Linked DNA regions of Macaca mulatta: region 2 is linked to region 1. The links are chromatin contacts, called in public Hi-C maps. All regions are on one chromosome and are shown on one strand. Each heading gives the region's core, a stretch centred on a gene start, on an enhancer-like site or on the middle of the called end of the contact. The rest is flanking DNA. Distances are from core to core; before and after follow the strand shown.

Region 1 (4,005 bases), core at 823-3,322:
TATTCTATTTAGAAGATGGGGCTGGGGCCGGGCCAAGGATGTCAATTTGTAGAAAATGTTCTCCAGCTCAGAAGAGAAGAGTACAGGGCAATTATGAGAACGAGAGCACAGGGTCTAGAGCAAGGCAGTTGGCACATTTCACCAGGCCTTACAAGTCCAATGCACTGTCTGGAAGAGAGCAGGAATACTAGTTTTCTATCACTGCCATAACAATACCACAAACTTAGTGGCTTAAAACAAACACCTGTTTCTTAGTCTTAATCTGTTTCATGCTGCTGTAACAGATTATCTGAGACTGGGTAATTTATAAAGAACAGAAATTTATTTTGTCACAGTTCTAGAGGCTGGGAAGCCTAAGGTCAAAGTGTTGGCATCTGGTGTGGGCCTTCATACTGCGTCCTCACATGGCAGAATGCAGAAGGGAGCAAACCCAGTCCTGCAAGCCCTTTTCATGGTAGTATTAATCCATTCACAAGGGCAGAATTCTCATGACCTAACCACCTCCCAAAAGGATCCACCTTCCATTGGTTGCATTGGGGATTACATTTCTAACACATGCATTTTGGGAGACATGTTCAGACCATAGCAGTTATGTTATGATTCTCTAGATCAGAAGTCCAGTATGAGTCTCACCAGGTTAAAATACTCTTCTCCATTTGGAAGTGTCCCAGGCATCTCAGACTTAATATATCCTAAATGGAGCTCCACTCTTCACCCCAAACCTGCTCTTCCTACTGTCTTCCTCATCTTAGTAAATACCAGTTCTATTCTGGTGGTTGCTCATGTCAAAAACTTTGGAGTTTTCCTTAGCTCTCCTTTCTTCTAAGCCCTGTTCAGCAAATCCAGTTGGCTCTACATTCAAAATTATATCTAGAATCTGATTATTCTCACCATCTCACAATCTCTCATCTGGATCCCTGCAGTAACATATTGAACTGGTTTTGTTTCTTCTTCTCATAATCTATCTTCTGCACAGTAGCCAGAGTGATCTTGCTAAAACATAAGCTAGATCTGTCACTCCTCTGCTCACCACAGTCGGTTGTCCCATCTCATTTGGAATAAAAAAGCCAAAGACATTATGACGGCCTAAGAGGGTGGCTCTATTACTCTGGTCTTCCTGTGCTCACCGTTACAGGTGTTGCCCCCTCACTGGTGTTTTGGATCATCAGAAATCAAAGTTTCCCACCTGGCCATGGCCATCGATCATCCTGGTGGCAGACTTTAAGTGAAATAGGGGTTCCTGATCCTCCACGTCCTCTGGCTCACTCCCGACTTCTCCTATCGCCATTGTGATAGTCATCAGAGTCTGAGTGTAGAAGATGTTCTTGACTGACTCAATAAGTTGATAAAAACATTCCTCCACAGGGTCACGTACTCCTCAACCCAATGACAAGCCCAGGGTCATTTTCTGGTTCTGCTGCTCTTGTACCTAGTCAGGCCAAGTAACTGGAATGGCAGCTGTTTCTACGATGTACACCATTGTTGGAGTTTGAGGAGGGGAAAGATGCTCTTAGAAAAAGGAGAGGGTGGAGTGGGGTCATTTTTACTTTATATTAACCATGTGAGTCTTCCAACAACTCTCTGCTTAGCTGGTCATACTCTTGGGGATTTCATGCATCTCAAAGTACACAAACATCTTTGAGAACAATTGTTTCTTGTTATTGAATTCAGTAGCTGGTAATGAGGTGAAGGATGTAGACAAGCCTTTCCTTAAAGAATAGCAGGGTTGGGATGGTGTGGTATACACTGGCTTTCTCCCCTTGTGCTGTTCTTGGTACTTGGACGGTTCGATACATGCTTTTTAAAAACAAAACTGACACATTTTTAAAAGTTAATGAACGAATAAGATAACAAATTAGTTATGCACAAATAAGGCCTAGAATACACACATCTCATTACTGGAATTCAATAACATTGTGGCCAAGGAAACTGTGAAGGGGGCTAAGATCAGCCCAGGGCCTTTTTAGGACATCTGATGTGGCAGTCGGATTGATGTGTTGTGTCCCGCTTTTGTCTAATAGGTCATTGCCTGTGAGCAGCAGTATGACTCTTCCTATGATGCTCGCTGTGACGTCTGGTCCTTGGGGATCACAGCTATTGAACTGGGGGATGGAGACCCTCCCCTCTTTGACATGCATCCTGTGAAAACACTCTTTAAGATTCCAAGGTAAGACACAAGATGGCGCTCTTGACTCATTAGTACTTTGTGAAAGTGTCTAGTTAGAGGGATAATAAATAGTTTGTAAGCAATTTCCCTCCAAACCTGACAAAGCCTGATTGTGAAATATATTTTCTTTGAAAAAACAAGGGGGGTGGAGGGGGATCGAGAAGAGGATGTTCCTGAAAGATAACATACCCCAAGGAATAATAAGACCATGTTGGAACAATTGCATATTTTTTAGCACTCAGCTTTTTCTGAGATATTCATTTTTTGTACTTTGCACGATAAGATTACGAATGGAATTGTGAATTAAGTAATCTGTCTAAATGCTAATGTTTTCTTTTTAATTACATACTTTCTCTAGTATTCAGTGTAAACATATGTGTATCATATTGCTGTATTCACTCAGACCAGTATTGAAATGTATCAGAAAATGTTACATCAGCACTATAGATCTTACTCTCCATCCCTTAATTTCTGTCTCAATGGAAAATTGTGCAGAAAGAGGTCTGTTTGGAGAGCATTTAAATGCAAGTATACTTTCTATTCTGTGTATTCATTAGGGGTTTGTACAAGAGGTTGGGTTGTGTTTCATTGGAATCGGGCTGATGTGTGGCCAGCTCACAGCTCTAGTTACAGAAAATGAAGCTATCCAGGGATGCCTTCCCAACCAGGGTGCAGATTGAGAGATAATTTGTACCTTCCAAATGTCTCTTTCAAAAGAAGGCTCTGGGCAGGCTGGGAGCCATTTAACTGCCTTAACAATACAAGTGTTGACCTTTCCTTATCTGCACAATCACACAGCTATCACAGCCTTTAAAAATTTCTCCTGATTGCAATTTGCATTTCTGATTAGGTCTATTTATATGCAGATGAGGCTCTCTGGTGTTCATCATCATAATGTTATCATTTTATACCTAATCCAGATGTGAACAACCACCAACCACTATTCCAAAAATGATTCCCACCCAAGCCAGAGTTAGTCTTTTGGCTTTTTCGAATCACAAAAACAGGTCACAGTGATTAGAGGAGCAGACGAAGCACCTGGCTTTTTAGATTAATAGTCTGGTGAGCATTCAAAAGGATATAAGAATGCAGTAGCTAAAAGCTGCATTGTGTACAGTAATAAGTCAGAAAATGGGAAATGGTGTCTGGAAGGATTTGTGTGTGCGCTTTGATTTTTTACAAATGGTTTACCCCTCACCATTTATTTAATGTGGCAACATAATTTCCTGAATATCAGGATTAAGGTATAGCTTCTTATTAGCAAAATACTATGTAGTTTTGATAAGAGATCATCTATATTTTTTTCCTTTCTTGTTATGCATTTGTATATAGACCAGGTGTTCAAAAATTTCTTAAGGTGATAAATGTGAGGCAGCTAAGAGAGAGAGAGAGAGAGAGTGTGTGTGTGTGTGTGTGTGTGTGTGTATGTGTTTAAATAGACCCTTCCACTCCAGTGACTCCACTTAGCTTGCTTCTGTGCCCAGCCAAGCTTCTGATCTCTAATAATCTCTTTATTCTCTCACTACTCATCTCTTCCATCTTGGGAGAAGCCTCTAGATCTCCAGATGTGGGATACGAGTAACTAAGTCTCCACTGCCTGCCTCGGGACAGAGTGGATCCCAAGAATTGGGCAATTGTTAGAAAAGGATCCTTATCCCAACTTAGTTTAAGGCTTTGCTTCTCTCCTCCTAGTGTAACCTCCTGCCCTTTTAATGTCTCTTGGTTCCTGTGCAAATGATGAATCAGATCGAACTAGGCAATGTCAGCAATAATCAGTCAGCAGATTCTCAGTGTGATTATGTGTGCTCATGTGCGTTCAACACTTGCCATTGTCACAA
Region 2 (4,005 bases), core at 444-2,943, 78 kb after region 1:
AATGGCACCCCTAATAGTTAGTACAGCTCCTGGCTTTTAGTAGGGGCTTACCGTGCCTATTTAGTGTATTGCTGAACAAAGGAATCCCTGACTAAATGTGAGTAGATGTCATGTCATGCCTAGGCAAGGGTTCTGACCCCATTGACAAAGGACTTGTTGGTGGTGATTAATAAACCAGTTCTTTTTTTTTTTTTTTTTGAGACGGAGTCTCGCTCTGTCGCCCAGGCTGGAGTGCAGTGGCCGGATCTCAGCTCACTGCAAGCTCCGCCTCCCGGGTCTACACCATTCTCCTGCCTCAGCCTCCTGAGTAGCTGGGACTACAGGCGCCCGCCACCTCGCCTGGCTAGTTTTTTTTTGTATTTTTTTAGTAGAGATGGGGTTTCACTGTGTTAGCCAGGCTGGTCTCGATCTCCTGACCTCGTGATCCGCCCGTCTCGGCCTCCCAAAATGCTGGGATTACAGGCTTGAGCCATCACGCCCGGCCTAAACCAGTTCTTAAGTTGTGATCTAAGTTTGATCTGAACCAAGAGGCAAATGCCATCAAAGTGAATCCTGCGTGGAAGGCTGGAGGGAAGTTTATTTTGCAATTAGCTAAGGATAAAAGAGACTTTTCCGAGTTTTTCCTTGGTAGCTCTGCAGACCACTATTCTAACCACATTCACTAAGGGTCAGAGGCCAGTTTAAATCATTTCTGCTTGTTATCCAGGGAAATCACACCTACGTACAGTTTTGGGGGCATGTTTCCCTACAATTGTTGTTTGAATTCTGGTTGCACTTAAAGCTGATGAGTTTCTTGGTGCCTTCTATGGAGTGCTGATTTCCACCTACATACCTGCAAATGTTTCTAAGCTACACATAGAGGAGCTATTTATATTTCATTTGTGATATAATTATGGTGTTTTGTTTTCTTAGCCATTGTGGAATTGAAGGGCCTAGACAACTGGATATCTGTTTTAGACAAAGGCAATAAATACATTAGCATTGCCCCTTCTTCTGCTCCCAGTAATTGGCATTCCTGCTTTCTAAATTTGTGAGTTTTTGACTGTAATGAGAAATAAAATATTGCACTGTTTGGCACTTTGAAGTTGGCCTGCCTGGGTTGTTCACCTTAATACTTAACATCCTTGAGAGAGTTGTTTCACCTTTCTGAACTTCATTTTCCCCCTCTGTAAAATAAGAGTTATGACCTTTCTCTGGAAGGGCAGTAATATGGATTATGTGAGGCGTGTAGATAACATGTATGGCCAAGTGCCAAACATAGTGCTCGGTAAGTACATGAGAGCTCCCCATATACATACTAAAAAAATAAATAAATAAAGGTTAGGGGTGGGGGTTAACCTTAGAAAAGTGATTCCAGATGAAGAGAGGGAAAAACCTACAGCTGAACTCATCTTCAGGGCCAGCCTTGGTCTATGTCTAATCTTGCTGCTCTCTGATCCAGTGATAGCATCTCTGCACTTGAACACTCAAAATGTTCCTGAAAGGGACCTACATTATTCAGATATGCAGCCAGCCACCTGGACCCTAGAATCAGTTTTAATGTGAGCAAGCATGATCTCTTAAAAATGCTCCTTTGAGAATATACTGAATTCATTTTGTATTGTTTCCCCCTCTTCTGACAGGGCCTCTCTTCCTCTTTCCACGCCCACCTCTTGGCTACCCTCTCATCCCAGCAGCTGCAGGCAAGATTTCTCTCCAGCTGTCCATCAAGTCTTCAAAAGCCAGCCGGAATGTAATTGTAATCTATTTTCCACCCCTCAATAGTAGCGGGTGAAACACACACACAGACACACACACACAGACAGACACACAGCTCAAAATTGCAAGGAGATGGGAGCCAGAGCTACCTCATGACTCACGCAGAGCCCTGCATGGATAATTACCGCCATTCATTACTGGCCCAGGAAAGAAAACAAGGGTCCAATTGGGTTTTCGTGAACCACAAGCCTGACAAGTAAGAGGGGGAAAGAAGGCGACTGTGCTCCCTCCCTACAGCCCCCCTGCCAATGCCATTTTCAGAAAAGTAACATCCTGCTGGCCTTCTATTCCCAGCACACATCTTTTATTATGTTTATTTAGTGTGCAGTTTAGAATTGGTACTGTGGCCAAATTCTGCCAAGCACCTCTCCCCAGAAGGCCTCCATAACCTTGAGCCAGGTCCTTATTTGCCTATTTTCCTGTATAAGGGCTAAATAGGTTCAGTTTCATTAATTCATGTATATGTTCAACCAACAATTTTCATGAATTCACAGAAAAGAGCTACATTCTGTAGGAAATGTCCAAACTGCATTCATCTCAATGAAGTGTGTGTGCTTTGCTCCCCACTCTAACCCCTGCCTGGTAATATCTCTTGCAGCCGTACTAGGGTGCCATGTGCTGGCTCATCCCACTGAAAGCATTCTCTCCCTCCTCTCAATTCCCTTGGTTGTGCTCTCATCTTACCACCTTTCATTAGATCTTTAACTTGTTGTGGACAGAAAACATCATTAAGAAATGGGGAGTATATACAAAAATACATCTAATCAGCTTTCAGCAGAGTTTTTTATATTGTTGGTGGGAAATTCAATTAAACTATATTGAATGAATGAATGATCAAATAAAGAACTATGTATTTTAAACTAAATGTTTTGTGGTGGCTATGGGGAGAGGCAAGTCCTAGTGAAACAATAGGATTCGGGTTAGTTGGCAGAGTTGGAAAGTCCTTCTAGAATGGGAAGTGTTGGAAGAAAAGCATCTTGTACTGGTGCTGGGAGTGAATCTCTAGAATTAGAATACGTAGAAGACTACACTATGGCTATATTACTCAACGTTGTATTTCTTACTCAGCATTGCTCAGTTTTGTGCCCACTATGCCACTCAAGGCTGGTCCATCAGTATCCATGTATTTCATTTGGCAGCAGCCATTCTTTGCAGGAGCTCATTAACTGTATGGAATTTGTACTGGGTGATTATGGAACCAATTGACATTTTTAGGACTATCAGGTTTTGCTCCAAATTACAGGCATCTTGTTGTTCTTAATGTTTTATTCTGTTGATTTGTGGTTCTCACAAATCAGTACACAAATCTCTATTTCTTTTGCTTCTGAAAAGACTGAAGTTTTAGGAATTAGAAGCAGCATTTAACTTACGATTCCTGAGAGTCTGCATTATTTTGCAGACTGATTGACTGATTTCTCAGAAATTTGTCATACCATGTCAGAGATAATCTGGAGAATTAGTGAGAGTGCAAAGACTTACAATTTACTTATAATCCTTTTTTTTTTTTTTTTTTTTTTTTTTTTGAGACAGTCTCGCTTTGTCGCCCAGGCTGGAGTGCAGTGGCCGGATCTCAGCTCACTGCAAGCTCTGCCTCCCGGGTTTATGCCATTCTCCTGCCTCAGCCTCCCGAGTAGCTGGGACTACAGGGGCCCGCCAACTCACCCAGCTAGTTTTTTGTATCTTTTAGTAGAGACGGGGTTTCACCGTGTTAGCCAGGATGGTCTCGATCTCCTGACCTTGTGATCCGCCCGTCTCGGCCTCCCAAAGTGCTGGGATTACAGGCTTGAGCCACCGCACCCGGCCTACAATTGATTGTTATTTTGTTCTTAGATGAAATAATTGGCCTAGTATTCCATATTCCCATATCTCACAGTGTTACAATCTTCAAAACTTCAGCCATACATGCATATGCATATAGACACATATATAGGTGTGTATTAATGAAGTATATGTACATATGTGTGTGTATTAATGAAGTATCTGACTTTAAAAGCTAATTAATTATTTTAGGTGTAACAATTTACTGAATTATTTCCAAATTACTCAGAAACCAAGGTATTTCTAGGAAAATCAGTTGAAGTTCTTAAAATGGCCTTTAAATAAATCATTTCCTCTTCCAAAGAATTTGTTTTTGTCCCTAAGAGCAATTTTCCCTCACTGCATCTTCTGAATGCTCATAAAACCTTCATTCTAAACTCTGAAAAAGTCATCTTATCTACCCCCTTATGCCTGGGCAGGAAATCTGAG

The links. A called contact is a pair of places that touch in the nucleus more often than the background predicts.
Region 2: a contact with region 1 is called in a Hi-C map of fetal cortex germinal zone, with 4 times the contacts expected there. The contact joins two enhancer-like sites. A contact is called at or near these places in 2 of 14 Hi-C or Micro-C datasets (fetal cortex germinal zone and fetal cortical plate).

Annotation. Positions count from the first base shown.
Region 1 is chr12:75,177,664-75,181,668 of T2T-MMU8v2.0, forward strand. It overlaps LOC144333275 (myosin-IIIb-like), which reads left to right. Exons shown (of 9, transcript XM_077956520.1): 9 at 2,022-4,005. The coding sequence ends at 2,171. Among named protein-coding and RNA genes, the nearest start is that of MYO3B, 160 kb to the right of the region's middle. Within about 2 kb of position 2,073, at least 3 of the 40 cell types and tissues checked have an H3K27ac peak or open chromatin away from gene starts, as enhancers often do. A contact at or near this core is called in fetal cortex germinal zone, where this site is marked.
Region 2 is chr12:75,256,493-75,260,497 of T2T-MMU8v2.0, forward strand. No RefSeq gene overlaps it. Among named protein-coding and RNA genes, the nearest start is that of MYO3B, 84 kb to the right of the region's middle. Within about 2 kb of position 1,694, at least 5 of the 40 cell types and tissues checked have an H3K27ac peak or open chromatin away from gene starts, as enhancers often do. A contact at or near this core is called in fetal cortex germinal zone, where this site is marked.